Regions from separate parts of the Mus musculus genome. Here region 1 is linked to region 2. The links are chromatin contacts, called in public HiChIP or PLAC-seq maps. All regions are on one chromosome and are shown on one strand. Each heading gives the region's core, a stretch centred on a gene start, on an enhancer-like site or on the middle of the called end of the contact. The rest is flanking DNA. Distances are from core to core; before and after follow the strand shown. Region 1 overlaps Abcc4 (ATP-binding cassette, sub-family C (CFTR/MRP), member 4). Region 2 holds the start of Tgds (TDP-glucose 4,6-dehydratase).

Region 1 (7,357 bases), core at 4,624-7,123, 530 kb before region 2:
TGGTCACCCTGACTAGGACAATGGAGTGCTTCCCAGTAGTGGTAGTAGTAGTGATAGCAGTATTACTAGGACCCATGCTCAATGCGGTGTAGGTAGTTTGGTAGTAATAGAAAGCTCTGAACCACGTGTCCGCCCTTTATCCAAGATGCTACTTTTATCCCAGTTTTTAGGAACTGGGTGAGGTAGGAGGTATTCTTAGTATCAGTCAGTCCCTCACTACGAGCTTGTCAGTTTCTCGTGCTCAGGGCCACCCCAGAAATAAATGAAAGAGCTGAGTTTCTGTTTCAGGCGCTCTGAGATGAGCCCAGGCCTTCTAGGCTGGGGCTGATCTAACTAAGGTCAAAAACTTTGCCCTTAGCATCCCAAGTGGCTGCTGTTTGATCTTAGCCTAGGGATAATGGTGCAGAGATGGCCTCGGGGCAGTGGTGGCACATGAGTTTGTCAACTAGGATGCGGTCCAGGTTACAGTGTCTCCTGGGGTCACAAAGTCATATGCAGTACAGGAAAGTGGCTGTGACTGGTGAATCAGTGTGTCAGTGCGGTGTGTCCAGCTGGACACCCATCACCACCTGTGGTTGTCTCACATACCTGTTCAGCACCCCCTGTTACTGCACTCAGCGACTGGAGTGGACTGGTGTGATCTGGGATGGCAGTGCGATTAGGAGACCCTGATGCCCCGGGCAGAGGCTGACAGCTCTGTTTTTTTAATGAGCCCAGGGTCACAGAGTATGTGCCATTTGCTGGGACCCAGATCAACTGCTACTGAGGGCAGCTCATTTGCTCTGGCTTCTGACGCTCCGTCCTGTTGGCCTGCCGGGTCAGTCCAGGCATTAGGGATTAGGATGATGGGTATGGTAGTGCAGTGTGGGAGCTGGTGTGGGCAGGCTTTCCCTGTCAGACCTCTTCCCTTGCCCTGCCTTTAGATCAGGTCTTTGTTGGTTTATGATCTAATACTGGGCATGGATGCTTCGTTCCCTTGATGGACCCGGTGACCAGTCCTGGAGGTCACAGTGACATTGTGTCTCTACCATGACGACTAGCAGACCTTCTAATGCACTGAAATCTGGGGAGCTAAGAGTCATTTGTGTTCGGATAGGAAAACCTTTCTTTCTTCCTACTCCCTGCCAGCAAAAGGAAGCGGGCTTTCTAATACAAATACTTTCATTTTCATGGACTGGTTGGCCTATTGACGCTGCTGATTTGGAGAAGTCAGAGATAATTTTATATGGGGTAGCTAGCAGTGATCCAGTCACGTTTCAAAATCCACGCCCCGATGGATAGGGTGGGTGTGGTGGCAAATGCCTGTTACTCAATTAGCTGGGAGGTTGAGCAAGAGGAAAAGAGAGTTGCAGGTCAGCCTGGGCTACTGAGTGAAGCCTGTCTCTGAAAGCCAAGACACCACGTTTGGATGATGTTTAAGGTTACACCTGTTATACGTGCTCCTTTATGCATGGCTGTGATCCCGTTCCTGACAAACGCAAACGAAGGCAGAAGTGCTTACTCCGGCTTGGTAGTACCGCTCACAGTCTGAGGGAGCACATATCTCATCACGGATGGTGAGCGCGTTGGCTAGAACAGGAGACAGTTGGTCATATTGCGCCATAGTCAGAAAGCAGATTGAAGAACCCAGCTCTCTGCTCATTGCTGTCTTCACATGCTTGCCCAGAAGTTTGTCTCCTGGGTAATTCTGTATCCCGTCGGGTTGTCAGTCACTATTAACCCTCACAGGTTGTGTGAGCCACATGGGGTGAGCTGTTAGATTAACAGCTGGTTTTACGAGGCGATTTCTCATTTAGTGATCTCGGCTCCGTGTTGTTCCGCTGGACTTTTGAGTTTTAGAGAGCGGAAGGATGAACGGAGTGTGGCATCTTGTCTCTCTGGTGCCTCAATAGCACAAGGAATTATTCTAGGAAGACAGCACAGCTGTGTGAGCCACCCACCCCAGCCGGGCCTTCCCTAGGTGCTAACGGAGCTCTGCCAGAGAAAAGGTGGCGAGGAACTGGTGCAGAAGCCTTGCGTGGGATTTCTAGGTGGTGCTCCATGTTCTTCTGTGAAGCTGAGGACTGTGGAGAAACCAGCATGATCGTGACTTTGGAACACACCCGTGCAGGTCAGAGAAAGCCAGCTCGGAGCATCGAGTTCCCCGTAATCTGTCCCTTGTGTGCACCTCCTAGGAAGTGCCATGGGGACAGAGATGACTCACCATCTGGAGCCTTACTGTAAAGGGAGAGTCTGCACAGCCTGCCTCCTCACGTCATTCAGGCCTGGATTTTGAGTTATGAGGTGTCTTGCCTGTGGGAGAGTGAAGTTGGGGGCATCAAAGGAGCCTCAGGGGACTCTCCTGCATGTGGAGCCAGTCGTGGGCAAGGCACGGCATGGTTGTTTAAGTCTTTTTTTTTTAATATATATATTTATTTATTGATTATACGTTAACTACACTGTAGCTGTCTTCAGACACCCCAGAAGAGGGCATCTGATCTCATTATGGATGGTTGTGAGCCACCATGTGGTTGCTAGGATTTGAACTCAGAACCTTTGGAAAAGCAGTCAGTGCTCTTAACCGCTGAGCCAGTTTTCCAGCTGTTTAAGTCTATATATATATATATGTTTATAGTCTATATAGTCTGCCAGCTTCATCTGTGAAGTTGGCCTTTGGCCAAGACTGTTTGTTTGTTTGTTTTTGTTTGTTTGTTTTAAGACAAGGTGTCTCTATGTAACTCTGGCTGTCCTGGAACTCACTCTTGAGAACAGACTGGCCTTGAACTCAGGGATCTGCCTGCCTCTGCCTCCTGAGTGTTCGGCCCACTGCCTGAGGACTTTTCTCTTTTTAGGGTTTACTTTTATTATATTTGCATGAGTGTTTCGTCTGTCTGCCTGTCTGTCTGTGTACCACATGCATGTAGTACCCATGGAAGCCAGAAGAGAGCTTTGGACCTTCTGGAGATGGTGTTGGAGACTGTTGCTAACATGGTCAAGGCTTTCCCCCTGACTGTCGCTCGTCTGGGTGGATACTGGAGTATAGGGGATCCTGGAGGCTGCCATCTGAGGTAACCCTGCCCTTATCCAAGGTCAGAGGTCAGCAGTCAGTTCTGCCTGTGCCTTTGCTTGGGGTTGATTCCTGAGATGTGTCCAGGGATGCATTTCCTGGCTCTTTTTTTCCAAGTGGCTCCAACTTTCAGCTCAACCTAGGAGGCCATTGATAGAGACCAAGAGGGAGATGACCCAGGCAGGGAGAGGTGGACCACGCCTTGGGAAGCAGGTGTGGTCAGCTGTGTGTGCCCCGTGGGTTCCTGGACACTCTGACACTAGCTTATTTAGTGTTGACAGTGATGACTCTGAGTGAGAACCCAGAGAAAATGCTTTTAAACACTTTCTTTAAAAAGTCAGAGGATCCATTGCTTCACTGGAGAAAGGTTGTATTCATAATGGTAGGAGATTGAGACCAGCCATTAAGACACTATCCTCAAATGGGGTTCTCCAGGCAATGCCCAGGAAACTCTGCTTTCATAAATTAACATCTCTTGACAATCCTTGTGTTCTGCTAAGACTGTCTGCAAGCAGTGGGATTTGAAAGCCATTTGTGAAAGCTGATGTCTTAGCCACTAATTACAGTGTTTCCTCAGGCCTTTGAATTCAGCTTAATTTTTGAACATTTTGTGCAGAGGATTGAACACATAGCTTTGAGTGTGCCAGGCTCTCCCTCTGGCACTGAGGCAGCCTCTCTCACACCTCCAGGGGAGGCAGATGACCTCGGCTGCAGGTGGTCGGCTCAGAAGGGGTTTTAACTCTCCTGTGCCCACTCCTCGGAGGGACAGCGGGAGGAGGGAACTTGCTTGTCTTTACTCTGTTTGATTTCTTGCTCAGCTGCTTGCTGTCAGGGCCAAGGGTCATGGGACATTTTCTTTTTTAGGCTTTTAGGAACATTCCAAAGCCACACGACCAGAATCAGAAGGCCCTGCTTGTCTCTAAGCCACGCACCTGTAACTTATCAGCTCACATTGAGACTTGAGTCACCCAGGGCCCTGCTTGCTCCGTTTTGAAGCCGTTCCCACATATCACGCCTGTTATCTAAGAACAGTTCAATTTGTACCTTTAAGAGCTGAGCTTTCCCTGTGGAGTGTCAGCACCGTTGCCTGCAGACGCATTAACTCAAGTCTGTGCAGACAGCGTGTCTAGCCATAGCTCATTTCCCTCTCTTAGGGTTTTGACCTATATTTTATTGATTCTTTTGAATACCACTCTGTTGCCAACTAGGGCTTTTGGGCTCAAGTGTTCTTTCTGCCTCAGCATCTTAGGTAGTTGGGAGTACAGGGCAGGCATCAGTGTACCTGACATTCATTCATTCATTCATTCATTCATTCATTTGATGTATCTTTTCTTGTGACTATGTTTATAGGTATACACGTGAGTGTGGGTGTGTGTCCAATGTGTACAGTGTCAGCAGATGTCAGAAGAGGGCGTAACGAGGTACAGATGGTTGTGAACCTCCCTACCTGGCTGCTGGAACTTGAGCTCAGACCCTTGGCACGGGCCTCATGCACTCTTAGCTGCCAGCCCAATTCCCAAACACCGTTTTTCCTAGACTGTGGACTGGTCCAGTGAGGTGCATCTCGTTGACAAAGATGGCTTTGGATTCTTTTTATTTCCCGGTCTGCCCCTCACTCTGCAGTTACGTTTACTGTCTCGCTGTTTTTGAAATTGAGAGCACTGATTTGCTTGTTTAGCGGAGGTTCCCGTCGCCTGGGTTGGCCCAGTGGCATTGCCCTCCTGAGTCATTGAACATGTTCCCTGCCACCAGGAGTTGTAGATAAGAAGTAAAGTGACTCTCCAGACCCTGCAGTATGACTTAATCTGCAATGCTGTGTACTATCACTACTGTGTGCTACCATTACTGCAAGGGGCCTAGCATGTGCTACCATCATTACAAGGGAGCTAGCATGTGCTACCATCACTGTAAGGGACCTACTGTGTGCTACCATCACTGCAAGGGACCTACTGTGTGCTACCATCACTGCAAGGGACCTACTGTGTGCTACCATCACTGCAAGGGACCTACTGTGTGCTACCATCACTGCAAGGGATCTACTGTGTGCTACCATCACTGCAAAGGACCTAGCATGTGCTTGTTGTTTCCATGTGTGTGATGCTAGGAGATGTTCATGATGAAGGGGGGCTGGCTACATCATGGTGACGTGGCAATTATCTTATTAGCTCGAATCTTCTCATAATTGGCATGTCTGCCCTGGATAGCCTTTAGGTTACCCCGGGGTACAGGATGTATAGAAAAAGCAAGGGAATTTCTTACTACTTTTCTCCTAAAACTAGTTTTCAAATTGGGAGTGGTTCTTTTTTTTTTTTTTTTTTTTTGGTTTTTCAAGACAGGGTTTCTCTGTATAGTCCCGGCTGTCCTGGAACTCACTTTGTAGACCAGGCTGGCCTCGAACTCAGAGATCCACCTGCCTCTGCCTCCCGAGTGCTGGGATTAAAGGCGTGTGCCACCACCGCCCGGCTGCGAGTGGTTCTTTAACGTTCTCCACTGAGGCCGATGAGCTTTTTGTTGGCTCAGATAAGAGGTCATTTTTGAAGAAGGCTGCTGTTCTTGTTTTCTGTGCTGCATCCCTATTCCCCTTTAAGAGATGATCGTGTTAAAGCCTTTTAAATAGTGTGTCTGTGTGTTTGTGTACGTGTGTACAGGTGAGCGCGCTCAGGTCAGAGAAAGTTTTTGTGAGTCAGTGTGCTCCTCCCTCCATGGGTTCCAGGAGTCACACTCAGGTCACCATGCTTGCAAGGCAAGCCCTTTTTTACCCAGTGAGACATCTCAATGGCTAGAGGTCACTTGAGCAGCTAGTTATGAATCATCTTTTCCTTTAATGAGCACAGTGCTTTCCTGAACGTTGACTTTCCCCCGCTGGGCTGAGCTGCAGTGCTTTTGCTTTGTGGTTTTGGAACCTCTGGGTTCCTGTGTGCTCTTGTTTGATGCACGCCGTCTGGAAGCATTCCTCACTGAAACCAACCATGGTCTCGAAATTTCCACACAGCATGTCCAGCATCATCCGTCTCATCCAGGGACGGGGCGGGGTAGACAGTAGTGATGCTCGCCCGTGGCTGGTTTCTGCTTTCAGGAACCTCCTATGCTAGGGACGCGCAGGCCCCACACTCCCTGTCACTGGAATCTGTGATTAGTGGCTTATGCGTGTCCACCTGCTTTGTGGTCTCACGGCGAATCGACCATGCATCTCGGAGATCTTGGTCTGACACTTTCCCCAGACCCGCTGTACTCCCATTGTCTCTGATCTTTCTCCACTAAAGCTTCGTTTCCTGTTCCCTCCTTTAAGTCTGCCGCCCACTCCCTTCTCCCACAGGTTCATTGTTTTCTATGTTTGGGTTTCACTACAGCATGATTTTCTCTGACAGCTTCTTTGTTTTCCTTTTTATGACAAAGATCAGGGACTGTGAAATTGGACAGGAAGAATCTCAGGTCCCAAAGGAACATGAAAGAGGCCCCAGGCCCTGTGGGGACAATGTCCCATCAAGCCCTGTGTAGTAAGTTACTCTGCAAAGCAGAGCGGTTTGCCCAAGTGCCAAGTGATGCATGCAGGCTGATGACCAAATGCGCCATTGAGAAATAGCTGCCTTCAGGGGCTCAGAGGCCCACACAGCGGTGTCCAAACCTGGGCCTCGTACCCCACGTAGCTCCGAATAACTATGCCTGAGCCCCAACACAAAATTGTAAACTTAGTTAAAACTTTTTTAACTTCTTTTTTCCTGTGTATGTAATTCTTTTTTCTTTATAAATGGGGTGGGGAGTCTGGGAGACGGGATTGTGTGGTTCTAACCAAATTCTGTAGGTGACAGTGTGGACCTGGACTCTTAGCACTTTCATGAGAATTCAGCTGAACGTTTTGGTGACAAAGGGCAGGAAGCTTTTTGGGTAGGGCACAGAATGGAATGTAAGATAAAGGTAGGACTTCCTTTGAGACAGCCTTTTCTGTGTCGTTCAGGTTAGCTCCAAACTCTTATCTTCCTGCCTCCACCTCCAAGTTCTGGGGTTATAGGCTTGTATCAATACGTGGAGAAAGTTCAGTACATTTTCATTGTCCCTTCCCCAGGTCCCAGGAAGCTTAATTCTGTTCAGTTAGAAGTTTGACAAGCATTTTTGTAGTTGCTTCATTGTTTCTTCCTAGGTGAGGGTTGGGATTAGACCTCTCTAATCCTCCAGCTCATTGGAGGAGGGTAAGGCATTGGCTAACACCGACCCATCAAGAGCCCATAAACTTAAGGGGATTGTTAGAAGGCACAACCCAGCTGGGACAGACACACAGATGATTCTGCAAAGGAGACCTGCCTCTAGTGGCTA
Region 2 (6,825 bases), core at 397-2,896:
CCTTTGAGAAGGCACAATTAGATCCATAACCTGTAAAGTCTCTCCTAACCATTACTTCCGAGATTTATATTCTTGTGTATAGGACTCTTGTTTACATGTACCGTATGGGCACAGTGCTCATGGACTTCCAATACCCTGGAATTGGAGTTACAGAAGGTTGTGAGCTACCATGTGGGTGCTAGGAATCTAACCTGGGTCCTCTGGAAGAGAAACTAGCGTTCTTAACCACTGGGCCACACTTCCCTCCAGCCTTTGTTTATACAGATTGACTGCCTGGGTTTCTTGATGGTGCTCTCTGAACCTTTCTTTCAGAGCATTGCCAGGTTTTTCATTGTTTGATAAAATAAAACCCTACTAAGTTTAAGTTGTTGAAAGCTTTAATTGTGTAAATGGTAAACCAAGAACGTGGGTGAGGTTGATTCTAAAGGAAAAGCAGAGCATGGGCTTTGATTACTGTAGGCACTTTCCCTTTGTCTCGTGTGTGTGTGTGTGTGTGTGTGTGTGTGTGTGTGTGTGTGTGCTTGAGACAGGGTTTCTCTGTGTAACCTGGCTGTCCCGAAACTCACTCTGTAGACCAGGCTGTCCTTGAACTCAGAGATCCATCTGCTTCTGCCTCCCAGGTGCTGGCACTAGAGGTGTGTGCTATCACCTGCTGGCTTCATGTCTTTCTTCTTGATCAGTAATGTTATTCTCTTTCACTGAAGACAGGCTTTTTTTTTTTTTTTTTGATGCCTCGGTACATAAAAAATTAATATGACTTCTAATCACTCCCACTTGGTAGAGCCTCCGAATTCATAGAAAGCAGCAGACTATAATATAAACAGCAGTGAGCAATCATATGATAAGCCCACTTGTTGATGAGTGTGTGATAGATCTGGTCCCAGAGAAATGAATGGCCTTACCTCCATGGAGCAGAGACAGTGAGAAATTACATCAGTGGCCAATTTGTTGATGAATGATAAGAAGAAAACAAAAAAAAAAAAATGGTTCTGCATGGTTAGAGTCAAGGAATGACTCTAATAGGAAGATGGCACTCAAACTGAGAACTGAAGGAGGTAAACACTAGTCAGACATCCGAGGAAAGGGCAGGTAGACCAGGGAAGAACACCTGGTAATATAAATAAGAGCAAGAAGGACCAGGATTGGGGCACAGTGAGCAGACAAGAGAAGAGAGTAAAACCTTCCAGGGAACTCTGCAAAACTTACTTATCATGATTGCAAGCGGCCTTCGCCTTTTGTGACAGTATTTACAACAGTGAAACATAATTTTGCAATGCAACTTTCCATTTCCATACTGCATACATTCTAGAGGATTCTGCTCAGCTGGGTGTTAGTCTATGAGCATAGCTGAAGTTCAAAAATGAAGGCATCGATTCATAACTCCGAATTTCTAAGCACCTATAGTAGTAATCCATGCTGGTGACACTTGCTTAGAAAATATTCCAGACCCTAGTACCAATGACCCTAATTTCTCCTAGCTGGTGACTATGGGCTAGAGAGTGCGCGCCTGCGCAGTGCCACTGCCGGCTCCGCCCCTCTTTTGGGGTCTGGGAGAACCCGGAAGCCTCTGCGACTTCCTTTGAACGTGTCGGGGGCGGGGCATGTCGTAAAGCGTCGTGAAGCTGCTTCCCTCGGTTCTTCAGACGCCGCGCTTTACGGCGCTGGCTCTGCAGAGCTGAAGATGTCCGCTGCGAGCCGGGAGGAGCGTTCTGGTCCTCCCGGCAGCTTCGCGAAGCGGGTCCTGGTGACCGGGGGTGCTGGTTTCATGTAGGTAACGGTGCTGGTGGCTGAGAAGTTTCTCCCCACAAATCCTAACCTTGCCCTGCGGTTCTCCTTGTCTTTTGCACTTCGGGTCCACGACTTTGCAGATCCGTTATGGGGAGGGTCCCAATGCACAGCCCGGATGTCCATCCGGTTTCCCTCACTTTCTGGCCAGCCAAGACGAGGTTGCTTCGAAAATGCGACTTCTTTAACACCTTCCCCACAAAAAGGGGAACTCAGGAGTGCCTTGCTGCTGTCCCACCCCCTACCTGCCCGGGGGTGTTTACCACCTGTCACTTTTCTGAGAAGCACACATCAGTTTCATTCCCTTTTCTTCCCGCTCTCTGACAAAGCTCCGGCCAGCAGATGAAGGCCTTTCCAAAAGCTCGCCTCTACACGATGTGAGGATCGATCGTAATGGGACTCTTTGTCTTGTCTTCTCTTTTTTAGAAACTGTTTACAAATCCTTTGTTATTCCCAACCTGTTTGAGGCTCACACCCACCTACCGTGAAACTGTCCTTTCTATTTGTGTCAAAGCTTATTCTTAATTTGACTTCTGTTCCCTGCCTCCTTTTCCTTAGAACACTGCTACTATCCCTCTCCTGTTGATCTCGCGCGTTTTCTTTACACTTTGTAGAGTGTGTTCCTAAGTGAGATAGATGCAGCTGCATAGAGTTTTACAGTCATGGTTTCTGTGAGACTTGTAATGAAAGTCCAGGGTCTTTATCCGATCTAGAAGACTCGGGTGCTCGAGCCCTGCTTCCCAACCTAGTCTCTTGCTTTTCTGTACTCGCCCACAACCCTCTCAGGCTTCTCGGAGCACAGGAGGTTAGTGCTGCTTCCCGACTTGAGGCAGTTGCATAGGCTGTTAATTTACCCGCATATCACCTTCAGAGTGCTTATGGGAACACCTTAGGCCACCCATCCACTCAGCACTACCTGAAATTACATTGAGTACTTGTGTTTACTTGTTTATGGCCTTGCCCTTCTTCTAGAGTATAAACTGTGTGAGAGTAGACTGATGTTCATTAAGCTCCCACAGAAAGAAAGGTCAGGGCCATATCGTGAAGGTCTTCTGTAAGAGTTGAGTGGATGGATGCGTGAGCGATCCACAGGAAGTTCTGTCCTTGTAGTGTCTCCTGCATGGGGAGGGGTCAGAGAGTCTTGGTTACTGCCCAAGAACATGCAGTGGGCCTTTTAAATCCACAGACACTTTGCTGAGAGTAGGTAGCAGGAAGCTGAGATTCACTTAATTAACAGACGTGTACGTGGGGAAATGCATGTACTTGCATGGAAGGGCTTGTTCACAAAGAATGTCCTAGAAAATGAAGGAAAGTGAAGTTTTTCACCAAGAACAAACTTCACCTTTACAATTGGCCAGTGCTAGCCATTACTCCCCAGAGCCCAAAATATGTTTATATATATATATGTTTCTTTTACTGAGATAGCTCCATTTCAGGGTCCTCTGAGTTCCAGGAACCACTGTCAGTACCAAGCTCAAACTCAGCTATCATTAATCTAGGAAACCTGGGTTTAGTCCAGAGCCCTCCTGAGATTTTAGGCTTACACAAGCCAACTTATAGTATAGTACCAAGAGAGCAGTTGCAGAAGTCACTGTAAGCATAGGCAAATGACAGTGAGTATGCTGTCATTTGTTATCTGTATAAATCCACCCCAGGCCTTGGAAAGCAAACTGGACTTGTGCAGTTACCCCGACCAGATTTTACATTTCCTGTGCTCACACTCACGGCATGTGTGGGTTCCATCCTTTGATTAAACTTGCTTTTTCTTCATTCTCAGTGCCAGGCAGTTTTATGTGGCACAGGGAAGATACAAGAGTTTGTTTATAGGGTTAAAAGTGCCTGTGTGTGGTGCGTTACCTCTTACTATTTCCGCACCACGCCACGGCTTAGGGGATGTTAAGAATCGAGGGAGGTTAATGCTTGCCACTCACAAAGATCTCGTCTTCTTGTAGTGCGTCCCATGTGATTGTCTCCCTAGTAGAGGATTATCCCGACTATATGATCGTAAATCTAGACAAGGTAAGTATGCAGATGAGCTTCGTGTGCTAAAATCCGACCTCCATTTACCTCCAAGCCAGGGAGCTTTAGGCAGCAGTGCCAGGGAATGGAAGAGTAGCGCCTGGCAAGACATTCTCCTCCTGTGTTTTCTTTGTGGTCGTCCCAGCCTCTCAGGGTCTGCATTGTCATGTGTTCGTGCTGTGTTTAATCTTAGGTCAAAGCTTTTGAAACTTTTATTTTGCTAGCCTACAAACTCAATGTTTTTAAGTGCAGTATTTTTAGCCAAAGAAAAGCTTTACCTTTTAAAAATTCTATATATACTATAATTTTGTGATTACTATTTTGAGAGGGTATTGGCTTTGTAAAATTAACTTTGATTTTATAATTGCTACCTCCCAGAAACATCTGTATGCATATTTCTTTTTAGCAGTAGACTATAACGAAAACCAGTTGCTGCGACACTTGCTTATGATCTGAGCCCTGGGGAGGTCAAGGCAGGAGGGTCTGAACTTTAGGGTGACCCTTGAACTGTACAGCAAGTTCAGGGCCAGCATAGGAGCACATGAGATCCTGTCTACAAACAAACAAACAAACAAAACAGTGAAAATAATTTAGTCTTGACAGTCTTGAAGTCATGGTTAAAGTCTCCATAAAGAGTATGATTCTTTAGTTTGAACAAAAGATACAAATGGTTTTCTTATTTTTATAAAACACAGTGGTAAAAAATGTGCAGGCAAAGAATAGTCATTAACTCTCGGCATATTTTTCCCGTCTTAATGTTCTAAAGAGGTAAGCAGAGTTCTTTTCCATATCATTTATTTATTTGGGGGCAGGGTCATCCGTGAGCTATAGCTGGCATGTAGGGAGATCATAGGACCGTTTGTGGGTGATAGTTCTTTCCTTCCCTATGTGACTCCTGGGTTCAGGCTTGGTGGCAAGTACCTTTGTGCCCACTGAGTCATCCGGCCCACTCTCCAGGTATAGCCCAGGCTACCCCTTAACTTCTGATTCTTGCATATCTGCCTCTTTAGTAAATCCTTCTACTGTGTAAAACCACAACCAGCAGAGCCAGGTGGATCTCTGTGGGTTCAAGGCCGGCCTGGTCTACATAGGGAATTCCAGGGCAGCCAATGGCACATACTGAAACCCTGTCTCACAGTATATAAATAAAAATAAAAACTAATAAACTATGGGTGGGGGTGTGTGTTCTGCATGTGGGCTATGTGTTTATGCGTGTAGTTGCCCTCAAAGGCCAGAGGTCTTGCATCTGGAACACCAGAAGTGCAGTCACAGGTGGTTGTGAGCCACTGATGTAGGTGGTGGGGACCAAACTCAGGTCATCTCGAACAGCAGCTCGTGCTTGGTCCTCTGGAACGGCAAGCAGGTAGTGCTTGTAACCTCCGAGTCATCTCTCCAGTCTCAGCTAGCTCTTTTTCAAATACATTCACTATTTACCACGGTAGCCGAAGAAGATATGTCTAAAGCAGGAGTTTTATCTTCAAGTGCTTGTTCCTTTCCTGTTGAGAACTAAGCTTCTCTAGCTACAGCTGCTGAAGGGAGCTTAAGCAGCGGCTTTTCTTTCTTTCTTTTTTAATTAATCTATTTATTTACTTAACGCCCCAATATCAGCCCCCCTCCTCCTAGTACCCGCCTGTCACAGGTCCTTCTCCCATTCCCCCCATTCTCGCCCTCCCCTAAGCCCCTATAAATCGGTCATTGCAGGAGTAGTACTGAGGCCTGACAAGGCAGCCATACTAGGGAATAGGATCCACGGGCAGGCAACAAATTCAGAAACAGCCCTCATTCCAGTCACTGGGGGAGCCACATAAAGACCAGGCTGCACGTCTGCTACTTATATGTGCCAGGCCTAGGTCCAGTCCATGCTTGCTCTTAGTTGTTGGTTCTGTCTCTGGGAGCTCTCAAGGGTCCAGGTTAGTTGACTCTGCTGGTCTTCCTGTGGAGTCCCTTTCCTGTTTGGAACCCACAATCCTTCCCCTGACTCCTCCACGAGATTCCCCGAGTTCCTGGCTGTGTGTCTCTGCATCTGTTTCTGTCTGCTGTTAGGTGGAGCCTCTCAGAGGACGGTTAGAACAGGAACATTTTTAAAGAGAAACTTGTAACAGCTGCTCTTGGAGTTTGCTCTTCTGAGAAGTAACAGTGACCTGCTTTTACTTTTAGGAGGTCAGAAATTTTAAAGGCGTAAAACTGTGCGAAACCTTAGGAAGACTTGTTCTTGTTTCATAGTGTTAAACATGTAACGACCTTTAAATTAAACTGACACATTGTAGAAAGAGCTTGCTTTGTCCCGTTTCCTCACCGATATTCTCTCTCTTAAGCTGGATTACTGTGCAAGCTTGAAGAATCTGGAACCAGTCTCTAACAAGCAAAACTACAAGTTTATACAGGTACGGAAGTTTTGTTACGGGCACTTGACAGTGCCTCTTAGTCTTGCAGAAACCATAAGCTTTTTGTGTTACAAACATGTTAAAAGTCAGGTAATTCCAGAAGTAGTTCCTGATGGAGAATTCCGCTTTTAGAGGGAAAACAGCTGGAATTTGGGGACCTTGGCAGACCTCTGGGTGCTGTGACGATGACGTGAGTCACACTTGCAGGCGAGCGCCGGTGCTGTAGGGTAGTTAGTGGTGATGGCACACTTTCCAGGATCACTCCAGCTTTTGTGATGTTTTAAATCGTTTTAGTATTGCTCTCTAGAAGGGCTCTTTTTCTTAATGCTAAAAAATGTCCTGGATGCTCCAGCTTTGCAAGTAGGTGATAGAAGCCAGCACAATATTTAGCACAGGTTGGTACTCAACAGAAAGATTACTTGAAGCATATTTTCAGAAATATTTTGAATTAAATACATGTGTTCTAAGATGTCAAAGAACTACATTGTTTTTACACCTGCCTGGCTGCTTGCCTGACTTGGAGACATTCTCTGTTGAGTTTAGGGGTGAGAGCTGGAGGGGGTGTTGAAGTAAAGCTGGTTATTACAGATATGAGCACCTAAGGAACCCGCCTCTCCATGTCTGCCTTTCCGTGCAG

The links. HiChIP or PLAC-seq counts read pairs in DNA pulled down with a chosen protein or histone mark.
Region 1: a contact with region 2 is called in an H3K27ac HiChIP or PLAC-seq map of trophoblast stem cells, with 3 times the contacts expected there. The contact joins the enhancer-like site here to the promoter of Tgds in region 2. A contact is called at or near these places in 3 of 39 promoter capture datasets (the HPC-7 cell line, neural stem cells and pre-B cells), 5 of 115 datasets of contacts at active chromatin or transcription factors (extraembryonic endoderm stem cells, memory CD8 T cells, pancreatic cancer cells and 2 more) and 2 of 9 other capture datasets (liver and pancreatic islet).

Annotation. Positions count from the first base shown.
Region 1 is chr14:118,657,032-118,664,388 of GRCm38.p6, reverse strand. All of the region lies in intron 3 of Abcc4 (ATP-binding cassette, sub-family C (CFTR/MRP), member 4), which reads left to right. Among named protein-coding and RNA genes, the nearest start is that of Gm52104, 18 kb to the right of the region's middle. Within about 2 kb of position 5,873, at least 118 of the 459 cell types and tissues checked have an H3K27ac peak or open chromatin away from gene starts, as enhancers often do. A contact at or near this core is called in the HPC-7 cell line, extraembryonic endoderm stem cells, memory CD8 T cells and 2 more, where this site is marked.
Region 2 is chr14:118,127,586-118,134,410 of GRCm38.p6, reverse strand. Tgds (TDP-glucose 4,6-dehydratase) reads left to right here and starts at 1,646. Exons shown (of 12, transcript NM_029578.3): 1 at 1,646-1,767; 2 at 3,738-3,804; 3 at 6,120-6,188. The coding sequence starts at 1,682.